Regions from separate parts of the Gossypium hirsutum genome. Here region 2 is linked to region 1. Evidence: chromatin contacts called from public Hi-C data. All regions are on one chromosome and are shown on one strand. The core of a region is the stretch at or near the end of the contact, and the rest is flanking DNA. Distances in the headings are between cores, read along the strand shown.

Region 1 (6,644 bases), core at 2,195-4,694:
CTGTGTAATTTACCCATCACCGTCACTAATAATAATAACAACAAAATGGTATGAAGAAACGGATGAACAAGTTTGATATATTATTGAGTTTTTAGTAAAATAAAAGATTGAAAGTGAAAAGGAAGAGAATAGAAGAAAGATTCGAAATTTCCAAGAAAATGTGGCGTTTATGGGCTATTTATTATTAATTCAAATTTCAAACCAAAATCTTCACGTGGGCTCACCATATCCTTTTGCCCTCATTCATTAACTTTATGCTGAATGCGATTGCTTTGTCCTTTTCTATCTCTCTATTTCATTTTAGTATTTGACTGATTGTGTAAAATGGATAATCTAAACAATGAGAGCCATTTAACCTTAGTTACCCCACTCTTTTTTTTTTAATGGACTCTAAAAGCTGATTCTTGTTGAAGATTAAGTTATACATGGACTGATATGATAAACAAATAACATGCAAAGAACATATGCAGATGCAAAGCTGATGTCCAATTGATTGGTCTGAAATTATTGATGTTTTAAAGGCCTGAATTCCCACTTTTGCCGTATTTTTTTGAGAAGAAAAAAGTAGGAGCAATGGATGCCATTCTTTTCACCCATCTCGTCTGATCGATGCCTTCTTGGTGAGCAAGTAAGAAAAAGTTACTTCAAACTACTAGGACAAAACGCCTAATCACAAGCAATCCAATACAATTTGTGCATCAAAAATGAAGATTCTGTCACTGCTTTAACTCATTCGTTTTCATTATGTTTTGTTTACCTCAAACCATGATCCCGAGCAAAAGTAACCTAAGCAGAAACGCTAAATTTATTTTAACCTTCATGATTTTACTTTTTTATCCTCATGAATTTGAATATCATTTAAATATATATTTTATTTTATAACTTATCGAAAAAAATAAAATATCATTTAAATATATATTTTATTTTATAACTTATCTAAAAAAATAAAAGATTATCAGATTTTTCAAAATCACTTCAAAATTGAACCAAATCAGAACAAGACTCAAAATCGGCATTTTACATGGCATCAGTGGTTGAGCATTAGATCATATGACATCTGCAATTGAGAGCATTATGAGCATAAAGAATGCCTGAGTCTCTCACTAATCTTCCCACTGGAGATATCCCACAAGGACATGACAACCAGGCAAATCAAACCTCAAATATCACATATATTATAAAGTACATCAGTTGTAAATTAAAGAGGGTTAAGTCTAAACATAAATGAAAGAACTCTTAAAAATTGTCATTTTTGGTTCCTACAAATCCATCATCAGGAATTAGACAAACTTTCATATTCAGAGAAGGAAGTTGAATCATGGAGACAAACTAAACCAGTCCATGATATCGGCATAATGTCTTAGAAATCCCTTAGTGCCTCAAACAGAATACTGATTTCAAATTCCTCTAGATGTTTTACTAAATTATTCTCAGTAAGTCAATATGTTTTTCTCCCCATGTTTCTGCAAAATTCATGGGGAATAAGTGTTATCCGACTATACATCAACCTCCCCAGGCTTTTTAATCCCACTTCTCCAACTATGCCCATCAGATTTTTCATCTTCGGTGTCCATGCTGTCGCCCCCGGTACTCGACATATCTTTAGCTGAAGCACTACCAAGGAGGGGACCTTGTGGGGAACCAGACTGTGACATGCTTGCTTTCATCTTCACATTGCACTGATTTTGAGCTGAACACAGCTCATTCCCTTGCCCGGAAGAAGAAGCTGGAAGTTTCCGGATATGAAGTCTGTATTTCTGTACATAAAACCCAAATTCACACACACAAAATCAGTAAACCAGAAAGGAGAAACTAAAGATGATAAGATGAACAGATTCCATATGCTAAAGACTAACCTGCAAATGGCTTTTCACTTCATCATTGGTGAGACCATCAACTTGCATCAGTTCTCTAATCTGCTTAGGAGTGGCCACTGTCGAACATAACAAACCAATCAGACATATTTAAAAGCTAAAGATACCAAAAGAACTCAAATCAGAATATTTTCAGAAAAAAGATCTTGATTCATGTATTTTCTCAAAAAGAACCAGATTCCAATCCTTTGTTCATAAAAGACAACAAAAAGGGTTTTTCAATTCAACTTAAATACCACTACTACTTAAAAACAAAAACAAAAAAGTAAATGAACACATCAAAAAGGCCTAACCTTGAGAGCCTCCAAGCTGTTGAAGTGCCTCAACAAATCGTCTATGGAGCTCAGGCGACCAGCACCGCCTTTGTTTCCTAGAATTCTGCTGCTGAGGTTGTTCCTCGTGTCGGATTGGTGACTTTGTCTGAAACTTAATTTGATTTTGTTGTGCATATAAAGAAGAGCCTGAACCAATTCGGCAGCCGCCATTGTTCTTCAAGATACATGAAGCCAATTCAGAACTTGGGGTCATAAGGGAAAGCCCTGAAACTTTCTTATCAGCTTGTTCCTTAAATGGAACAAAAGCCCCTCCCTTTCTTTGCTTATTACAAATTTCAATTGGGTTCTCACTCTCAGACCCATCTTCTCCTTCTTCACTTGTCTGTCAAATTCCAAATCCGGAAACATTTAAACTATTTTCCCCTTAAAATAAGATTCAAAAGAAGAAGGGAAAAAAAGAAGAAGAAAACAGTTAGTTTGGACATTACCAGTTTCAGTTCTGGAACTGTGTTGGGTTTGTTGTGGGGATCAACGTTGTTAAAATTAGAGTTCCATAGCTGAACTGAACTCATCCAGTTTTTCTTATCACCGCCATCGTTATCCATAGTTTCCCTTCCATTTTCCTCGGTCACTGATCCATCATTCATTTCCTTACACTGTATTTCTTCCTCCTTTAATCTCTCAATCCCTATAATCAAATCAAAAAAGAAAATCAAATTAAATCCCACAAAAAAGTGAAACTCAGAATTAAAACAATATATATATTTTTAAAAATACCATCTTTGAGAAGAAGCATGCAAAGAGGAAGTTCGCGTTTAAAGGCATCGATTTTCTTCATCTCATCTTCCAATCTTTGAAGATAATCCGTAATCTTGGATAACCTTTGAAACCCATTTTTGATCTTCGAAACTTCTTTCAGAAACTCAGATATAGTTTTCGGTACATAAACCAAACTCAAATCCAAGTTCAACTCCATTATTTTCCTTTATTCTTCTATTTTCCTGTTTTCCTCTCCTTTTCTATCATTTCCAGGATAAACATGACAAGGAACAGCAAGTCATGTTTTTTTTATATAGAAATGTAAGAAAGATTCAAGATTCGCCCCCAAACGGGTCGTCGCGTATATTAAAGCTATAAACTCGGTGACTCGGTTGTTTCACTCGGCGAGTTGTTTTAGGTTCCGTACGGAGCACGCGGCGAATTGTTGAAAAAATGGAGCCCTTTTCTTTTAATTATTGGAAATGAAATTATAGTGTGCTAAGATTCTTAGGTTAGGTGTGGACTGTGGATTGAATGTCTCAACCCTTTTAAAAAATAGAGCAGAAAATAAAAACAGTTGACCCACGTCTTTGGGATGCTTTCCCCATTTGATTTTTACACCGCAACTCTGTCTTTTCCCTCTCCTTCTAAATTAAGAGATTTAACTTTTAACCCAAACATTCATTGAAGACTACGTCGTATTCAGAGTTATGAGAAATCATTGATTTTATATTTAAACATAAAATTTTCTAACCTAGCGCCAACGAAGTTGTCATTATAAAGCAAAATGAGATGATGGGTTTTCTAATACTAAACAACAGTTGCCAAGTAAGAAAAATGGCTTCTTTTTTTGTCTAGTAAAATTTTTTCTTCTTTTTTTAGTATTAAAAAAAAGGTGTGGCAGGCATGTGAAAGATTCTTTTGACAATGCAATTTAATTTGGTTTGTTATTAATTATATAAAATAGAATAAGAATCAGGAACGTTTAATGCGGGGTAAAGATTCTTTTGCTCATACCCGTCCGTTACAAACGAATGGTGTCTTCCCTTTTCTTTTTCTTTTTTTGCTTTTCCTGATTCCCTTCATTTCACGACCGACAAAACCCTTTGTTTCTCTTTTCTTTTATTCTCTTTTTTCTTTTTTCTTTTTAGTTTAATTTTTCCACATGTTATGGTTGTGTAAAACTGTTTCTGTTTCAGTTGGAATCAAATTTAAATAAATGGAAAATCATTTTTTATTACCGACTGATTCTTTTTTATTTAAATATATATTAATTAGTGCAAATTATGCCTCGAAAATAATATTTAAAAATTTAAAACCAATAGGAAACAAATTTATTTATGAATTTTGAGTTAAAATTTCTAGACAAATCATTTGATTTTTCTCGTTAATAAAGTTTTGATTTAAAAGTCGTATAGACTACATTTGAAATGGATATTGTTCACTTTAAGGATTGTTGGGATTTTATCTTGAAACGGGTTTAGAGAGTTGTTTGCTTGAGAATTTTATTTAGTTTGGATTCAAAGGTCTTCTAGACTTTGATCCTGAATTACTGAAGTTCATTTTAAAAGTCGTCAAGACTAAATCTTGAAAATGAGTGTGGAGATAGTTTGAATCCAAGAATCTTTGAAATTTCATCTTGGATGGTTAAGTCTGCTTTAATGGTATTCTAAACTTGATGTTCAAGAATCGATTTTATCTTCTTTATGTTGATACAATTTGATTGGTACAGCTTCAAGGGTCTTCAAGCTACGATTTTTGAACTTTTGGACTTTCAAACTTATAAAGTTGTGTTGAATTGCTTGGAGGTGATCCTTTTTATAGTGTCAATAAGTCTAAGTAAAAGAAGGTTCTTTATTTTTAGTGTTCTACAAGAATTAAAATCTTTCATTTATTGTTTATCTCATATTAATTTAAATTAGAACCCCAAGTTGTGTGTTATTGATCGGGTGCTCACCTTCTCCAGGAATAACCTAGGTTCAAATCATAATTGTACCAAAAAAATATTAATTTAAACAAATTAGAGATAAATAATTCTTCAAAATATGATTTTTTTTATATAAAAGAGTTCTAAAATGATTTAATTTCTTCATTTACCTCTTAATTCATTTAATTTATTTCAATTATATATAAACAATAACGACACGTAGTGAAGAATTCTGATTGATTCAAAATTTCTCCTTCTACAAATACTCCCTCAAGACTTGGCCATATACACGACTTTTATTGAGTGAAAAAAGTGATGATTTGCTTCAAATGTTGAAATTCATCTTTGAATCTGGCTTGACAAGATTTGCAATCTTCAAATGATGCCATCAAGAATATATATATAGTTCATTTAGACTAAACCTGGCAATGAAACCAAGTACCTATGCATTGTCGTATTTTGAATGATCAAGTCATGATGCATTTCAAAATGTTTTTGGATGTTTAGCTTAATCTCGTGCTTAGGAGCATCATATTTTGGATGATCAGTTTAAGCTCATGCCTAAGAGCACCATATTTTGGTGAACAATTTAAGCTCATACGTAGGAGCATCATTTTTTGGGTGAATGGTTAAAGCTCATTGATAGCAAGCTAACTTCCTGTGTTTAATGTACCTATTTTTGGTAATTTTTTAATAGAATGCTACTAAGCTTGTGATTTCTTGTTTAAATTTTATCAGCGATGCTATTGGAGTGTTGAAGTTAAAAAATAAGCAAAATTGGGCTAAATTGGAACAAAAAGCAAGACAAGGGGCTGAATTGAAAATTGCAAGATTATTCTTTTACTTGGTTAAATCCTATATTTAGAAAAAAATATTTGATTTTGTGTTGGTTGTTAAACATGATTTTAGCATAAAAACATGCTAAAATAACTCTTTGAGAAGCCTATATAAAGGCTTGTAATTGTGACTTGAAAACATACTTGATTTTACACTTGAATTAAGAAGCAACTAAGCATATTCTTGTTCAAGCTTTCCTGTAATTTCTTTCTTCTTTTTATATTTTGGTACAATTGACTTTTCACTCTTAAACCCCAATCTAGTATGATTAATTTCATGCTCAACTAATCCCCATTTAGCCTTAGGTCGGTTATCATTCCGGTCGAAAATTGTGAGATATGAACCCGCGGTAAAACCTTACAACACGGTATTCATTATCTTTTCGAAATATGGGATAGTCACAATCATCCCTCAAAGTTAATTTTATTTCAACTCAAAAAGTGCACGTTAGGTCAAAGTAGTTTGGTGTACAGTTGAGAAAATGAGACGGTTGTTTGCCGCGTTCGAGTTCCCGTAAACAAATTGGCGTATCCAGGTGGGTAATGGCCAGTTGGACCTCTGTAAAGGGAGATGGTGATCAAATTTAAACGACCCACGCGGTTGAGGCCGTCAATTCAAGTTGGGCTTTTCTAGATCGCAAGGCTGCCAAGATCTTAAATTACGAACAAGTGTTACCTGGTTAGATAGTCAGTAAGGGTTAGTTTGCAAGTCGTACCGGAATCAACTACATAAAGAGGAGTTGGCGGTTGAGGCGTCCTTGGTCACTATAACCACCTTATCGTTTGGAAGGAAAAATCCACTTTCAAGGATCGATTCGAGAATGGAATTATCTAGTCTAAGGCTAAGAATTTGCATATTTCATTTACCAATTTAATTTTATTTTGCAATTATCATTCTGTTATTATTTCATTCTATTCATTTTATTATTTTAACATCTATCAACTAAAATCCCCTTTTATTTATTTTTCAATC
Region 2 (6,128 bases), core at 2,306-4,805, 230 kb before region 1:
CCTAAAGCAACAACTTTGAAGAAAATTTTTTACTTTTCCAAAACACTTTTACTCAAATGGAGAAGTTAAAATTTTTAACTTTACTCTCCCATAAACACTTTTGACAGCTTAATTACGTTCACTCCTCCACCACATGATACTTTCCCTCCCCTTGTTAATTACTTAAAAAATATTTAAAATTTATTTTTCATATATTAAAATATTAACAACAAACTATAATAAATTGTATTTTATATTCTTATTAAAATATCATAATATTAACTAATTTGAACATTATTTAAATGTTTATTTGTTGTTTTATAACACCATGTATAAAATAAATATTTTATTTCTTAAAAACACTTTTTAACAACAATATTAGGGCTAGTTTAACATTACTTTTGAGAAATGCTTTAAAAAAATGCTTTGAAAAAATAATTTTGAGAAGTATTTTTAAAAAGTTCAATTTAAAATTTAAATATTTAGCATTGCTGTTAAAAAGTGTTTTTAAGAAATAAAATGTCCATTTTAGATATGGTACTATCAATTAACAAATATATATTTAAATAATATTTATTTTAGTAAGAATATAAAAAATAATTTATTATTACTTGTTAATATTTTAATATATGAAATATAAATTTTAAATGTTTTAAAACAATAAATATTAATTATTTATAAATTTAATTAAAATATATAAACTATATTTTAAAAAATTAAATATAACTATTAAATATTTGTAATTAGATATTAACACATTTGTATTATTTAAAAAAATATTTGTTTTATTTTTAATTAATAATTTTAACACATTTGTAATTAAACACCAAGAAAAAAAAAGAAAAAAATACCATATTGTTGGAAGGGTAAAAAAGTTATTAAACACCAAAAATACTTTTAGTAAAAAAAAACTAAAAATTTTAACTTCTTTTCAAAAATGCTTTTAAAAAGCTAAAAATTACAGCAAAAAACAGCTTGTTTAGCACTTTTTTTCCAAAAGTTCTTTTCAAGCCAAAATTATTTTTTTAAGCAATACTAAACAAGGCCTAAATACTTAAATCTTAAATCAAACTTTTCAAAAATATTTCTCAAAAGCACTTTTTTTTAAACTATTCTAAAAAGCAATGTTAAACTAACCTTCTATAAATACAACACTCTAAAAATCATAAAGAAGTATGTAATGAACAAAAATTTCAGTATCTGAATTTGTACTTCATCGAAACCAGTTGCCAAAAAAACAACAAAAAAAAAAACTACTTGAATTCAGCAGAATCTACAATAAACAGACTGACCATTCCGCAGGAACCAACTCCTCTTAATGTTTACTTTGAAACATGGTTCGAAACAGCTAAAGACACAAAGCTCAATTCGAAATTCATTCTCAAATGTTAAATGCCATGTCTCTTGACATCAAGAAATATCGAAATTATTCTTGGCATTCGTTTCAACTCACGCTTCTTTAGCTATACCTTTATGGGCTCAGGATTTTCAATATAAGTCGGCGCAATCTTACATAAAGGCATGCTTTCATTTTTGCTTAGAAGCTTCATGGACGGATGAACCTCGATATCATGCATTAACACTCTATCATCTATGTCTAATTTGCTCACATCCACCTCGATTTTTTGAGGAATGTGTTCAGCCGGGCATTGAAACTTTAGACTGCTTCTTATCATTTTAAAGTAGCCACCTGGTACAGCATCAACGTATCATTTGTCAAATAACAAAGCATAATCTGATTGTCAAAGACTACAATGAGATTAAGCAGGGGTAAATCAAAATAATTAAACGAAAAGGGGAATACTAATAATAAGATGTATCATCACACGGTTTCTCCATTAGCAACACGAAAGCTGGCATTTGTGTTAGTCTGATTTACATGCTAGTTCCCTACAAGAAAATGCAATGAATAATAGGCAAGGCAAGGCCATATGTCTGTTCAGGTTCTTGTGCATTATCGCTTTCAACAGAACATTTGGTAAGTTAACATCATTTAGTGTAATTGATAATATGAGAAGTGAGGAAAGACAATTAAGATTGGTATAACACGGCAAGAGAGTAAGTGGGCAACAAGGGCTAGAGCTCCGAGTATTGGTAACGTTAAAGATACCGGAACTCATTTAAGAAGTTGTAAAAAACTAATGGAGAAAACATTAATGTATAATTTTAACAAAATCCCATGACATAAAACTAAATAATGAATTGTAGCATCTAATCTTATTATCCATAACAGATCATTATAAAATGTGATTTATAAACCCCGGAAGGTCCAATATCATATTAATATATGAGATAATGTTGCATTTAGTACTTGTACTTTAATAAAATATTCAATGTAGTACATGTACTTTGAAAATGTCCAATGTGGTATCTGAACCATCAGTATGTGTTTTCTTATGGTACCTGTGCTTTCATAAAATATCCAATGTGATACCTATACTTTGAAAATGTCCAATATGGTACCTGAACTATCAATATGTGTTTTATTATGATACCTAGTATTATCAACATTAGTGAATTGCTAAACCAAGTATAATCACAAGACATAAGTCTCTAATTACTTCCTTTACCCAACAATTTCAGATAGTTAGCATATATAACATTTTTCATCTAAAAGAAGCAATGAACAAGCAAGTTGCCTATCATATAGTAAAATCTAAATCTTGCACAAAATTAACATCAATAAGAAGATCAAATGGGGACAATTGCACTAAATTGCATACCTTTCTTAAGACCAGGGCAATCCTCTAATCCTTTGAAAACTACAGGCACATCAACCTTCAACTCAGTCCCTTCATCCGCCCAAACAAACACCAAATTCAATATTTTACCACTCTCTTCGTCCCTATGAATCTATAAAAGCAACCCAAAATAGAAAATTTGAACTTGGGTAACAATAAAAGCTACTAATAAACAAAAAAAGAAAGAGCGGGGAAAAGTAAAAAACTTGCCTTGATGGGTAAAACCGTCCCGGATTCAAGTAAGACAGAAGAGCCAGATCCGGCCCGGATCTGAAGCTGGAACCTAGTGGAACAAAAGAAAGGGAGTTGAACGGACTTGATAATGGATCGAATCTGCTTTCTTTCGGTAGTAAGAATTTGTTTCCTGGACGGGGAACGGTTGCTTGGGTTTTTCTCAAGCAAGCCTTGAGAGAAAACCACAGCAGGGATTCTACCTTGGGCTCTATCACGGCTCGAGATACGGCTGCCAGTGCATTCTCGTGGGATAGCTTGGATGGTGTGGTAATGGTGTGTATTCGCCGGTGATGTTTGGACCACCGTTTTCAGGCCGCGCCACAACCTGAGCATTTGGTCGGAAACTGTAACGGACTTCACCATATTTTGTGCTGTTGAGTGCTGTGAGTGAAATGAGGGTTTTGAGCATGGTTAGGTATTAGGGTTTTAATAATCTGGGCCAAATTCGGGGTAAGTTTTTAGTCTAATATACCTTAAATCTGACGATGAAAAGATCTATAAAGCCCAAATGCTGGTTTTGGAAGAACAAGGCCTCAGCAATGAGATTCACACAGCAGGGGTGATATTAAAATTAGTGGTAAAATATACATTTGATTCAATCGCAAAAATAATAGTGAGGTGAAAGTATAAAATGATAAAGGAGGATATTATATTTAATTATATATATTATTATTTAACTCTTTAATTGAGAAAGTGTCATGAGTTAAATCAACACCAATCCGATTAGAAAAATTACGGAAATATTTTTTCATAATTATATTAAATTATATTATTTTAGGGTACTTTAATATTTTTATTTTAACGAAACCCAATAAAAATAAAAATGTGTATGATAGATTTTGAATCCATACCAATTGAATTAATAAAATCTAAAATTTATCCTTCAATAAAAACTTCATTTTAATAATATTTATACAATTTTATTTTAATATGAACAATTTATCACCCCCATCAGTTGTATATTTATACTTACCATATATAAAAGATTTTGATTGAGTTGGTATCACTTATAACTCAACTCAGTTATTAAATTACCAAGATAACCTTATTTTAAAAAAGCAATAAATATTAATTTAATGGTATTTCTCTCTCTTTTTTTTAATCTAGAAAATATTCGTACTTAAAATTGGATTTGAACCCAAAACACCAAACATACCCTCTTTCAACTTTGCAATTTCAACTAAAGTAACATTTGGTACATATTGCATATGTGTTATTATTTTTATTTTCAAATATTGCATTTCATTATTTATTGTATGTTATTTATAATTGTACCAATGTGTTCTAAATACCTGGTTTCCACATACATACGTGTGAGATAAAATTTCTAGTATATGTAAAATAATTAATTATATTTCATATTAAATTTATATATACCTTAAATAATAATTTTATGGAATAATGCCACATTTGATACTTGTACTTTCATAAAATGTCCAATGTGGTACCTAATCCCTCAATATGGGTCTTATTATGGTACTTAGTGTTAACACAATTATTAAATTATTAAACCAACCAATAAAAATTTGACACGTAGAATTTTTTTTCTCCTAACTATCTCGTCTAACATTATGTAAAAAACTAAATAAAATAAAAAACTAATTTAATTTAGAAAAAACTAAACATATGGTTAAATTTACAAAAATGGAGAATAACTAAATAAAACAAAAAAGTAATTTAAAAAAATAACAAAACATATGGTTAATGGAAAAGAAGCAAATACTAAACATATGGTTAAATTTACTTAAATGGAAAGATAAGTTTAGTATTTACTTCTTTTTTATTAACCATATGTTTAACTATTTGTTTTTAAATTAATTTTTTTTGTTTTATTTATTTTTTCACATAATGTTATTGATACATGCATGGAAAGGGTAAAATTTATTAATTTTCATTCACCGAAACTGCTAATTTTTAAGTTTGAGATCCAGACATTTTTGGATTGAGATGTTTCCATAGCATTTGAAGATCTATCTCTTAGCTTTGCAATGCACTTTAAATCACTCGATTTCAAGTACGGGAGCTCAAGTTATGACCATTTTAGGGTCTGTTTGATTGCTAGTAAAATATTTTTCGTAAAATGATTTCGGGAAAATGTTTTACTTTTCTGTAAAATGATTTACTGGAAAATAATTTCTGGTGTTTGATTGAATCTGTGTAAAATATTTTCAGCTGTTTGGCAGATTTCCTGGAAATATTTTTCGAAAAAATTGTTTTTACATATATTGATATATATTAATAAATTTTTATATTTTAAATTATTTTTACATATATTGCAATGATTTATTTATAATAATATTCAATTATTAAGCCACAATATTAATCGTTATAAATTGAAAAAAAAATTAATATCAAATAAATTATTTGTAATTGTGTTAAAAAAACAACTATTGAATAATTAAAAAAACAAGTTACTGGAAAATCGATAAATAGAAGCAATTTTCTACCGGAAATGAAGGAAGGAATGAAGGAGGCGATAGAGAGGAGAGCACGGAAAATGTCTTACGGAAATTGAAAGGGTAAGACATTTTCCCTAAAATGTAACACATTTTCCCTTGTTTTGGAGTTCATTTTCCAAATGGAAAATGTTTTCCGCCAATCAAACGCTGGAAAAGTTGGAAATGATTTTCCGGAAAATCAATTCCTTCAATCAAACAGACCCTTAGTGAAGAATACACGAGCAAAAATTTTAAACGAGATTATTATGGAAATTACGAGTTTTAGACTTTTAATTCTAGTTTAAATAATATCGGGTTTGATTTTTAGGCTTAATTTTTATTATATATGAACCTAATATTGTATTTACTAAGTTTTATTATTTTATTATTTATTTATTTTGAATTTTGGATATTTTTTAAGTATTTTAAGTTGTTTAGGAGTTTTATATTTCTTAGTCAAATAAGAAAGTTTAGTTTAAAACTACTTATTTAGATTAATTAGATAATTTTCATTATAATTTGGAGTTTTTTTTATGTAATTAACTAGCCTATATAAAGGCGAAACAATTGTTTTCAATAATAAAGTTTTCAACTTTGAGAGTTATTTTCTTTGTGCATGATTTCTTTCTTATGATTTTTAGAAATAATTTTCTTCTCAATTTTTTTCAAGAAGTCATGAGAATTCATTCTTCGTCCTTTAATTTGCTATATAATTATTTTATGGAGGGTTGATTAG

Evidence for each region. Hi-C and Micro-C count contacts between places; a contact is called where the count stands out from the background.
Region 2: a contact with region 1 is called in a Hi-C map of leaf, with 1.8 times the contacts expected there. The contact joins the promoter of LOC107945300 here to the promoter of LOC107945303 in region 1. A contact is called at or near these places in 2 of 34 Hi-C or Micro-C datasets (both in leaf).

What each region holds. Positions count from the first base shown.
Region 1 is chrD12:13,547,527-13,554,170 of Gossypium_hirsutum_v2.1, reverse strand. LOC107945303 (transcription factor HHO5) reads right to left here and starts at 3,444. Exons shown (of 5, transcript XM_016879261.2): 1 at 2,927-3,444; 2 at 2,638-2,837; 3 at 2,168-2,531; 4 at 1,857-1,933; 5 at 1,222-1,757. The coding sequence starts at 3,125. The coding sequence ends at 1,497.
Region 2 is chrD12:13,781,297-13,787,424 of Gossypium_hirsutum_v2.1, reverse strand. LOC107945300 (50S ribosomal protein L25) reads right to left here and starts at 3,555. Exons shown (of 3, transcript XM_016879258.2): 1 at 2,931-3,555; 2 at 2,703-2,832; 3 at 1,161-1,669. The coding sequence starts at 3,317. The coding sequence ends at 1,443.